2 separate regions of the Sus scrofa genome follow, and region 1 is linked to region 2. The links are chromatin contacts, called in public HiChIP or PLAC-seq maps. All regions are on one chromosome and are shown on one strand. The core of a region is the stretch at or near the end of the contact, and the rest is flanking DNA. Distances in the headings are between cores, read along the strand shown. Region 1 overlaps TNS1 (tensin-1). Region 2 overlaps TNS1 (tensin-1).

Region 1 (5,726 bases), core at 577-3,076, 43 kb before region 2:
CCCGCAGCAGGATCCTTAACCCACTGTGCTGGGCTGGGATCAAACCTGAGACCCACTGCTCCCAAGACACTGCTCATCTCGTTGTGCCACAGAGGGAACTCCTCCCCCAGTAGTTTCAATTGTAATTTTTTTTTTAACATATGAAATAGTTGAAAGTATAATATGACAAGTGCCCTGATTCTGTACTGAACACTGTATTTGCTTTAACACGTTTCTATCTCTCCATCAATCTTTTTTTTTTTTTTGATGTGTTTCAAAGAGACTTGGAACATGCATTTTATTAACTAGAGTTCAATTCAAATCACGTTTGAATATATAGTCACAAATAGCTTAACTCAGCCCAGAGGAAAAAAGCAAGGATTTTTACCCCACATTTGACAGATAAGGGGAGAAACGGGTTCAGAGTAAGATCTCCAGTCACAAAATGAGTTGGAAACAGCAGGAAGCAGAGCAGTTTCCCAAAGTTGGGAGTTGCAGTTATTATTATTGTCTCACCAACCATCCTTCTCCACCCACTCATCCTCGGGCCATTTCTCTCCAGCAGTGTTTCTTCCGTGGGGTCCTGGACCTCTTGGCATCCTGCCCTCTTCCCCCACCTCTGCTCCGAAAGCCCTCCGCCCCTCCCTGAGGGTCCCCAGGGAGGCAGCTGAGCCAGTGGCCGAAGGGGGAGGGCACTCTTCTTGGCATGCCATGCCCAGGCATATGTGCCCTGCCACCAAGCCAGCGAGCGGGGAGCTGGAGCCGGGGAGCTGGGCGTAAGGGCCCTGGCTGAGTGCTTCAGGGGTTAAAGGAGGCGGCGGGGCGGACCGCTGGCCGGAGCCGGGGATGGGGGAAGGAGGCGGTGCGCCCAATAGCCCGGCCCGCCGGCTGCCAGGGGAGGGAGCCGGGCGAGCAGCGCCCTCGTTCAGTTGCTCCCAGCAGTGGCCCTGGGACCAGCTCCGCTGCCTGTGCCTGCTCCCCGCCCGCCCGGACACAAGGCTCACTCGCACCCTCCTCTCGGCAACCAGCTTCTTGCCAGCCACAGCCGCTGCCCCCTCACTGCCCACTGCCCCCGTCCTGTGAGCCCAGACACCCACCCCACCCAGTGGCTCCTCTGCCGGAAAGGTGAGTGTGGCGTCGGGTGTGCGTGCTGGCGTGAGAGAGACGCTCTCGCTCTTGGCCCTGATGCTGTCAGGACCTCCGATCAGGGCGTAAGTTAGGGGAGGAGGGAGGTCAGCCCGTCTGGTCACAAGCCTCTGGGCTAGGTAGCCCCTCCGGACCAACCTGTCCATCCCTGAGGTCAGCGTCTGGTTCTGGCAGCGATGTCTGGGGCGCGGTTGTCCCTGCTCAGGGGAGAGACCAGTCAGAAGGAGTTTTGTTTGCTGGAGAAGTTGTGTGTCTCTGGCTGCTTGAGACTGAGGCCAGCAGGGGTGAGTGGGGAGGGACGAACTGACCAAGGTTGGGGGAGGCTGCGGTCTCGAGTCGCTAGGGTCCCTTCCTCTACCTGCCTGCCATCATTGGACTGCCTGGGGGAGAAGACCAGGGCACAGGTGTGGGCATTCTTGCCCCCTTCCCTCCTTTCCCCGCCACGGGATGGAGCTGTTACTGGGCACCATCCTCCCCTTAGGGCTCGTCTTACTCCCATCCCTCATCAACCAAGAGGCAGCTGCGGTGGAGAGTTTGGCAGGCCTGGAAAGGTCCGGGCCCCCTGCCTTATGCCCCTCAGCGTGTGTCCATGCGCCTTTGCCCATGGGCACAGGCTGGCATGTGTTCCCACTGCTGCCCTCCCCCAGCCAGCGCTCTTACTCCTTCCTGACCCCTCTGGGCAGAAATAGCTAATCCAGGTGGTTAATGAACAGACACATGCAGCTGCCTTTCCCCCTCCCCTTCCTCACTCCTCACTGCTCGCCTCCTGCCCAGACCCTCTGATACCCTGCCTGCCAGTTGTTCCTGCTGGAGCATCCATGCAGGGCCAACCTCGGCGTCTGTCCCCCCACCCCTACCCCCCGCCCCAGTCCCCAAGTTCAGGACCAGGGCCAGGACTGCCCGCCCAGATGTTTTTAGGTTAACTACTGTCTTCGAAGAGGAAACGGGGAGGGTGGTGACCAAGGGGTGACCAAGAGAAGCCTGCTGAGCTCCCAGTCGGGCTGGGCTCCCTGCAGGGGGTGGGATGGAGTTAGGGGACAGGATGGGTGCTGGGTAGGGAAGGAGTTAGTCTGGGAGGGCAGGACAGGAGGTTGTGGGGTGAGGCTAAGGGGGGCACTGGAAATGAGGATGCCGGAGTCTTTGGGGACAGGGGCTTCTATTCTGGAAGCCTCAGCGTCCCTTTCATGTGGCACAGCCAAGCCCAGAGGTTCATGAGGGTGTGGGGAGAGCACCCTTTCTCCTTTGGTCTCTGCTGGGCCCCTTCCTGAAGCTGCCTGGGTCGGGTGGGGACCCCTTGGGCTCAGACGTGGCCTTAAGTTGCTCCTACCCCTGCCAGCTGGCAGCTCCTCCAGTTTCCCCCACCCTCGAGCTGCCCTAGCACCTCAAACCTTGCTAGAGCTAAGGCACCCTCTGCTCTGACCCCTCTGGCCTAGGGGTGCAGGAGGGAGGCCTTGGACCTGGCTCTGGATGAGGAGCTGGATGGAGAGCTCTGAAGTGGATCAGTGCTGGGATCCAGCTTGCGGTTGGCCTTGACTCTGCTTTCCGTAGAGGATACCACGGGCCAGGGCCTAGGAGGGTCTCAGCTAGTTCAATAGGCAGGACTAGGAGCCAGAACTTTGATGCAGAGCTGAGAAGTCTTGGGAGGCAACCTGGGAACCCTCTGCTTCCAAATCCCCGGCCTTGAACCTGTCCGGCTTTCCTTCCTGATCCCTTATCCCAAGCTTCATACTTCACTTCCCTCAAAACTCCAGGTCAGACTCTCCCCATAGGGGCTGCGGGGTCCAGAACTGTAAACACAGGGAGCTGGTGGCTGGGGTGGGGAGGTGCTGGGGTGGGGTGGGGTGCAGAGGAGTTCAGAGACGAAGTTACTGTTCGGTGACCATCTTCTCATTGCCGGTGGACTGTGGCTGAAGCTTCGGCATTTGGGAACACTCAGTGTGCAAAGTAGGACGTCAGAGGAGGACTCAAAGGGGCAGAATGGATTTTTGTTTGATGAAGGAAGCTCAGCTCGGTTTAATGAAGGGCTTTCCAGCAAGCCTGGTGGGTCCGTAGTAGAACTGGCTGCCTTGTAAGGTAGTGAGAATCCCGTCGAGGGGGGGAGTTTAGACAGAGGCTGGACAACAGCTTGTAAGGATTCCTGAGCTGGGATGTGGTTGGAAGGGTTGACCTTGAAGGTCTCCTGGGATGTTGAGGTCCTGGGATTCTTGGAGTCGGAGAATTCTCTGACACCCAGTTCAGGGAGCAGGAAGGCAGTGGCCTCTGGCCTGGGGTGTGGGCACAAACAGGACGTCAAGGTCCTCCTCCTCCCAACCAGTGTTTGGGGAACAGAGAGCCGGCTGCTCTGCATCGAGCCCATTGCTCAATGGCTCCCCAGGTCTGCTTCAGCTGCTTCCTGCAAGGAGTTTCTTCCGATTCCTCTTGTCCTGCTCCTTGCCCTGTTGGTTAACTCCACAAGGGCTGGAGTAGACCTGTGCGCTGAGGGCTTGGTGTGGAATGGAGAGGGCAGAAGCCCTGCCAACCTTGACACCTGCTGCTCCCACCCTGCAGTGAGAGTCCAGTCCCGGCTCCTCCTCCAGGTGGTAGCTGGGGGTAGTGGGGGAGAAGGGGGTGTGCTGTGGGAGTGGGCAGGGGGGCTTTCCTCGGCCAGCCTGGAGGTGGTAGCCAAGATCTGGGATGCAAAATACACGGGGGCTGCTCTTCTCTCAGCCTCAGCGTGCGGATATAAAATAATACAGGATTGTCAGGGCCGCTAGAAGTGGTTTGTGTAACTCACCGCTGGGGGTACAGGCCAAGGGCGTTGTTCTCAAGGGCCTCTCTGAAGCATGAGAGGAGCCAGCCACCTGCTCCTGCTCCCCCTCACCCCCCCCGCCACCTCTCCAGACCTGTTTTCCAAGGTTGGGGGGGCGGTTGCTCAGGGAGCAGAGAGGAGAGGCAAGGTGGGGATGGGGTTCAAGATTTCTGAACACCAAGCCCTGGGAAGCTTGGGCTTCCCTTGATGGGATGTCAAGGTGGGCTTCTGGGGTGAGCTCCAGATCCACACTAGGTGTCCCAGCCTGCCTCTCCTTACAGCCCCCCCTTTCTGGGGGCCCTGTGGGCCCTGAGGATGAAGTCCTTTCTGCTAACTTCAGTACCCTGGGACCAGATGAGGCTGCTTAATTAGGACACTCCTTCCTCTGATCCGACAGGGACCCGATGGGAGGGGCAGGAAGGTGAGGTGTTTCATGTGCCCTTGACCCTGGAGCAGGCATGGTCGGAGCTGGGGTAGCCAGCAAAGGCTTTCAGCTGCAGCTGCTCTGTCTTCTTGGCTTATTTCCAGGGCCATGAGTCTCTTTCACCTCAGAAAGGGAAACTGAGGCCCAGTTGCGGGATGTGTGTTGAAGGGGGCGGAGGAAAGCCCTCCCAGTTACCAGACTCTAAAAAAAGCAAACCAGAATTGGGAGTTGCCAAAGTTCTCGTTGTGGCTTATCTTAAGTGACTTATTGAGTTGAGAACCCAACGTGATTTCCAACATAGAGTCCATGAGGATGTGGGTTCGATCCCTGGCCTCAGTGGGTTAAGGATCTGGTGTTGCCACAAGCTTCGGTGTAGGTGGTAGATGTGGCTCACATCTGCGGTGTAGGCCAGCAGCTGCAGCTCCAATTTGACCCCTAGCCTGGGAACTTCTATATGCTAGGGCTGTAAAAAGAAGAAAAAAATAAATTAAATGGGGAGTTCCCTTCATGGCTCAGCGGTTAATGAACCTGACTAGGATCCATACGGATGTGGGTTTGATCCCTGGCCTCGCTCAGTGGGTTATGGATCTGGCGTTGCCCTGAGATGGAAAGAAATGGGAGGTTAAAAGAACGAGGTGCGGTATAATGAAAGTATTCATGTACATAAAAGAAAGAAAGAAAAGAAATGCGAGTGATGCTATAGGAAGGAGAGTATGTTTTGGGGAGACTGGAGGGGACATTTGTCCCCAGGGTCGACCCCTCACAGCCCTGGTCTTAGCTTTCAAAGCTATTAGGTGTGCAGAGGAGTGGGCACCAGTGAGCTGGAACAAGGGTAGTGGGGGTGGCAAGGCTGCCAGTCTCGTGGGCCCTGCCTTCTCCCTGGGTGCCCCCTCCATTATGCACGGGCACGCGCGGCTCTCCCCTCCTTCCTTCTCTCCAATGGCCTGAAACACTTTCCCATCTCGGGTGGGGGTGGGGTGCGCTGAACACACAGCTGGGTCCCTGACCTGTTTCTACCCAGGTCGGTGGCCTGGACCATCTTCCTACTTGTCCATACTTTGCTCTCCCTCGGGGAGGGGGGTTGGTTTCCATGGAGCTGGAGCTTGGGTGGGGTGGGGCAGGTAGGTGGGCCCAAGCCAGTCCCTGGCACTGCCTCCTCCACGGTTAGTCTGGGCTCTGTCATCCCTGCCTTTTTAGGGCTGGAAGCCTGTAGCTCAGGCCTGGGTGTTCCGGGAAGCAGAGAGGCACCAGCCCAGAAGGGTGGAGTCTCAGGAGCTGATGGGGCTTGAGGGCCTATGGGAGGACCCGAGTGGAATCCTGTCCTTCTGCCATGGCAGAGCGGGGCTGGTCCCTGTCCTGGTTCACATCCCCCAGGAAACTTCCCAGGCC
Region 2 (5,203 bases), core at 853-3,352:
GCGACCCCAAGGTCCCTGAGTTGGTCCCCTGCCCAGCCACTAGGCTCTCCTGCAGTCATCCCCGGGTGAGGACACCCGTTTTCAAGGCAGCGTGGTTGCTGCCCTGAGCCTGCTGCTGTGATAATGTGCCTGTTTGTTGAGCTGTTTTCCTGTCTCTGGCCCGCGGCCCGGGACTCACAGGGCAGGAATGGCTGTTTTCCTCCAATGAGGTTGATGTGTTGCAGTTTGTGGCTGGTGTGCTGTGTCGCACTTTGTTTTGGAAAAATCCGGGCCGGTGGGCAGGAAGGACAGAGGAAGAGGTGTGGCTGGAGGGGCTGGAGGGGCTGCTGCAGAGGGGTGGGGGTGGCCACAGCCCCCAGAAGAGACACAGGGATGGGAAGGGTGTCTGTCATAGACTGGTCACCAGTCTCTGGCTGCCTGACGTGGCTCCGGGTGTCGCTTCCAGACCCTCCTCCCAACTGTGCCCCCTGGGGACTGGGGCTCAGGAAACAGCTTTTCTTTTGGTCCAGGGCTGTTGTGTTTGGTCTGTGGACCTCAAAGGAAGGCAGGACTCTTCCCACGCAGTCGTTGCTCCAAACCAACCCCACCCAGATCCTGGGGTTCCCGCTGTGCTGCAGGGTGGGGAAGAAGAGGGTGAAAAATGGAGCCGGGGGGTGGGGACATGGATCTTGAGCTGCTCTGGAGTGTCTGAGCAGTGGTCAGCAGCTCTCGCCTGCAGCGAGGACCAAGGCCAACAGAGTTCGCTGAATCTGCAGCAGGAAGGGTGAGGGTTAGATACCAGGAGGAACTGCCCGATAATAAGAGAAGTAAGACACTGTTTGGGGAAGGCTGTGGAATTTCCTTTCCCAGTGTCGTTTAAGCAGAGGAAAGACTGTGTGTTGGTGATGATGATAGGGCAGATTCTTGGTGCCTAGGGAGGTGGATCAAAAGTCCTATTATCCATCCCTGTCTGGGGAAGGATAGGGAAGTTCAAAGCTGAGTGTGTAAAGGGCTTTGAGAGCCCCAGTGAGGAAAGGAATGGGATTACAGGCAGCCAGAGAGCTTGCTTGCCTTGATGAAATAAACTCTTTCCAGTACTCTTTACAAAGCCCTCTGGTGGTTTTTCCCAGAGGCTCTAAATGGAGCAGAGAAATCACCCGAGACTCTGCTGTACCCATTGACAGATGGGTCAGTGAGACCAAGTGGCTGCTTCTCACCCTGGCTCCGTGGAGGAGCACCTGCCTTCACAGACCGTAGGGACCTTGCGCACGGCTGGTGCCACTCCATGTGCATGACGATGGGGAGCAGAGAGGCCCGTGTCCCTCTTGAAAAAGGCCCTCGGGATTAGGCAGCCGCAGGAGGCGCTGTCTCTCGCCTGGCGTGTGTGAGGTCACTGTATTTCTTGGAGCATCAGGTTGTGTTACTCATGCGCCCCCGCCCCCAGCCCCTTGGTGGTTCCCCGGTTCTCCCTGTGACTCTGCCACCAACCCTCGGACGTGTTACCTGTGCACGTCTGCTTTCTGCTAGCGAGTGTCACATGCCCCCAAACTTTGCAGAAAACAGGAAGCCCTGTCAGTTAGGGGGCGGCCCAATGATTCATCGGGAGATGACCGTCCAGCTGTTCATCTCCATCCTCCCCGCTGGGGTCACCGTCCAGGGCAGCTTCCTCCCCGGCCTCCCCTTCCCTGGCTGGCTCGGCAGAGCAGAGCCGGCTTGGACTTTGTCTTATCACCTCTGGAGGCAGTGTGGCCATGGCCAGACTCGGTTGGGGCCAAGTTTTTATTTATCTTCCTTGGCTTTTTTGGGGTGGGGAGGCGGAGGAATGTGGAGTGTTGTAACATTGAGGAGAGGGGTGGGGAAGCAGGAGCCGGCGCTCCCGCCCCGCGCATCCTTCTCGCCCCTGTGCCCGTGGAGGCTCCCCTAGGGTCCCATCGGCTCCCAGGTCCCCTTGCCAAGCCGGTCTCAATATCCCATTGTCTCCCTGCGGCTCCCTAAGCCTGGCCCCGTGGTCCTGGCCGCACCTCCAGCCTTGGCTCTGGTGGTGGCTTCCAGTTGTTCGAAGCAGCTGTGGTGGCCTCCTCCAAACATGGCTGTGGATCAAGCAGTCGCCGGAACCCGAGGGGCTATTTATAGCAGGGTGGCCCCGGGGCCTGGAGCAGGGCCTGGGGCCTGGGGAGTTTCAGTGGCTCCTCATCAGGGATCAGCAGAATGGAGACGGATGGAGTGTTGGGTTTCTGCGTCCCTCTGGGTGGGTCGTTTTGAAACAGCCTGGTTTGGGTCTTGAAAACCAAATACAGCTCAACCCCTCCTTACCGCCCCCTCCCTCGCACCTCCTCCACCCCCAAAGCCTGACTCATGCCAACCCAAGTCCTCAGGGCCAGGAGAGCTGTGGCGACAGAGAAACTTTCCGCCCCGACAGCCCCACTTGGCTGTTTCCTCCTGCTGCTTCGTCCAAGGCTGAGCTGTTCAGAGCTGGGTGGCCGCCCAGGCAGAGGGGACTCTGGCCACAGCCTTCTGACCAGAGGCTGGATGGAGAACCCTTTTCTGAGCAGGGCTGCCCTGACTTGGGGCTCAGTTGGGAGCTGGGCTGTACAGCCAACTCGCCCCCACCTCGTAGGTGCTTCCGGGCCTGGAGATGGCTGAAGGGAGCTTCTCTTCTCGGGGCTCCAGGGGCCCAGCCCGGAGCCTAGGGGTGAACTCTGCCAGGCATCAGGACTTGGGGGTGAGTCACTGTGGCTTCGGTTTCTCCTCTTCTTGGTGGACTGTGGTCCAGCCTCTTCCAAGATGTGGATGCAACTTGATGGTCAGGGAAGGCCGGTTTCGGGGAGTTTGTCTGAAGAGTGCCATTGAATTCAGAGGACTCTGGCTGGGCCTGGGAATGGACAGGTTGGGTGTCAGATTCTGCATTGAGTGAGGTGGCTGAAAAGGATCGGGGGTGGGGGGGCAGCTGTTGATGCAGGGCTTTGCTTTTCCATAGGAGTGAATGTTGTGTTTGTATCTTTCCCCTTTTAATTGTACTTGATGTAGTAACAGTAACAACATGTAAGCGCCTCATGTGCGTAATTCTTTTTTTTTTTTGCTTTTCTTTAGGGCCACAGGTGCGGCATATGGTAGTTCCCAGGCTAGGGGTCACATCGGAGCTGCGGCTGCTGGCCTACCCAACAGCCACAGCAATGTGGGATCTGAGCTGCATCTGCACCTTTACCACAGCTCATGGCAACGCTGTATCCTTAGCCCACTGAGCGAGACCAGGGATCGAACCTGTATCGTCATGGATACTGGTCAGATTTGTTTCTGCTGCGCCACGATGGGAACTCACGTATAATTCCTTGTACTCTTCACACAAGCTCATAAGGATCATCCCATCTTACTTACGATATTACAAAGGCTCAGAGCATTCAGTTAATCTCAAGGCTGCCCAGCAGGATGCTGTGGGACTCTGAACTGGATCTCGCGCTTTCATCATGTGCCATCAGGTTGCCCTGGGGTGTTTTGGGTACTAGCTTGGGTCCATTTGCCTACTTTTCTACAAGTCAGCAACCCTAGAGGTGGGAGCGGGTTAGGATAACAGACAAGGAGCAGTGAGTCCTCAGAAACATGATTTGCTGTCTAGCCCTGATCTCAGATGGTACACGCCACGCCCAGCTGCTTCTTGTCTCAAAACTTTGGATTGAATGACCGGTGTTGCTGCTTTAAAGGAGAGGCATAGGGGCTGCTGGTGGTTGGAGGAGAAATGTTCAGAGCTGGGCAGAGGGGTGCCAGCGCTCCCATCTTTCCTTCTTTCATGCTTACCATCTCTAGGAGTCCCACTGTGGCTCAGTGGTAATGAACCCAACTAGTATCTATGAGGATGCGGGTTCGATCCCTGGTCTTGCTCAGTGGGTTAAGGATCTGACATTGTTGTGAGCTGTGGTGTAGTCGCAGACGTGGCTCAGATCTGGTGTTGCTGTGGCTGTGGCTGTGGCGGCAGCTCAGCTCCAATTCAACTCCTAGCCTGGGAATTTCCATACGCCAAGGGTGTGGCCTAAAAAGACAAAAAGAAAAAGAAAAGAAAAAAACCCACACTTACCATCTCTATCCTCCACTTGGGGTTACTATTCCAAAGTCCAGGGAACCAAGATGGAATCAGTTGAGTAACTGTTTTATTGAATGTGCACTCAGGGCAGATGGCACCAGCCCAGGCCGTAGTTTCTCAGTGTTCGCGATTTCTTCTTGCCCGGGGAAGGAAAGCCCTTCCCTTGGGGGCTCACAGGCACACAGGCTCGCTCACATGGGCTTGGCATTGATTGCTTTTGGCTTTGGGTTGCTGTGTTGCTGAGGCTTTAGGGTGCCTGGGCTGGAATGTTGGCAGAGGCAGGAGAGGAAATCTGTGTTTGCCCGTGGCCCTGACTGCTCTCGTGGACAGCTCTCTGCTGCTCTCCTGTCGTCCGGCCAGCCTCCACCCTAATGCTGCTTCTCTTCTCTTTCCCAGGGCTCCACCAGAGTCACGCCAAGTGTCCAGGCCCATCCCCAGCCCATCAGGTATGCCCGTCTATGGGGGGCCGGGGGTGGGGTGCAGGCAGTGAAGTCAGTGAGCATGTTCTCAGCAAGTCATGCCTTTGGGACTCCGAGATGGAAGTCACAAAGCCACTGGGTAGGGAATGCGGCAGACGCGAAAACCATAGCAAGGGGATGCAGGGAGATGCCACTGGGAAATGGTCATGTTTTGAGTTCTAGTTCGAAGCCAGGCCTTGAGCTGGATTCTCTATTTAACCTGCATGATCTCATCTAGTCCTTGCAACAACCCTGCAAGGTAAGTGTTTTATCCCACTAGGCAGATGAAGAAACTGAGTCTCAGGGGGGTGAAGTGGCTTGTTAGAGGTCCTGCAATCACCAAGAGGAAGCCCTAGGGTTTGCATTCAGGCGTGGCTGACATGGGCCTGTGCTAGATCCCAGTCCTCTCAACAGGCAGAGGTTTCTGATGTCAGAGGGCCACTTATAAAAGGAAGGTTCTCAGTCTGGCTGGGCTGCTGGGGGCTGGGGAAAGGCAGGCACAGGGGACTTGATGCCTTGCTCATTCAGAGTCTCCTTCTCCTGTGTCCAGGTTCTCTGGTTTTCTGACTTGTGCCCTTCCCTCTCTGCCTCCCCTTTACCCCTGAGGCTCCCGAGATGAGTGAGACACTGGCTCCGGGAATAAAGCCCCAGCCAGAGAGGGCCTGGTGTGTAGCTGAAGCTGCCAGGGGGT

The links. HiChIP or PLAC-seq counts read pairs in DNA pulled down with a chosen protein or histone mark.
Region 1: a contact with region 2 is called in an H3K27ac HiChIP or PLAC-seq map of skeletal muscle. The contact joins two enhancer-like sites. A contact is called at or near these places in 1 of 5 promoter capture datasets (liver), 10 of 47 Hi-C or Micro-C datasets (embryonic fibroblasts, heart right ventricle, liver and 4 more) and 2 of 2 datasets of contacts at active chromatin or transcription factors (alveolar macrophages and skeletal muscle).

The regions. Positions count from the first base shown.
Region 1 is chr15:120,091,126-120,096,851 of Sscrofa11.1, reverse strand. The region is part of intron 2 of TNS1 (tensin-1); the gene reads left to right. Among named protein-coding and RNA genes, the nearest start is that of TNS1, 50 kb to the left of the region's middle. Within about 2 kb of position 1,826, at least 35 of the 83 cell types and tissues checked have an H3K27ac peak or open chromatin away from gene starts, as enhancers often do. A contact at or near this core is called in liver, mesenteric adipose tissue, retroperitoneal adipose tissue and 2 more, where this site is marked.
Region 2 is chr15:120,048,605-120,053,807 of Sscrofa11.1, reverse strand. It overlaps TNS1 (tensin-1), which reads left to right. Exons shown (of 36, transcript XM_021075207.1): 6 at 4,451-4,500. Among named protein-coding and RNA genes, the nearest start is that of TNS1, 93 kb to the left of the region's middle. Within about 2 kb of position 2,102, at least 38 of the 83 cell types and tissues checked have an H3K27ac peak or open chromatin away from gene starts, as enhancers often do. A contact at or near this core is called in liver, mesenteric adipose tissue, retroperitoneal adipose tissue and 2 more, where this site is marked.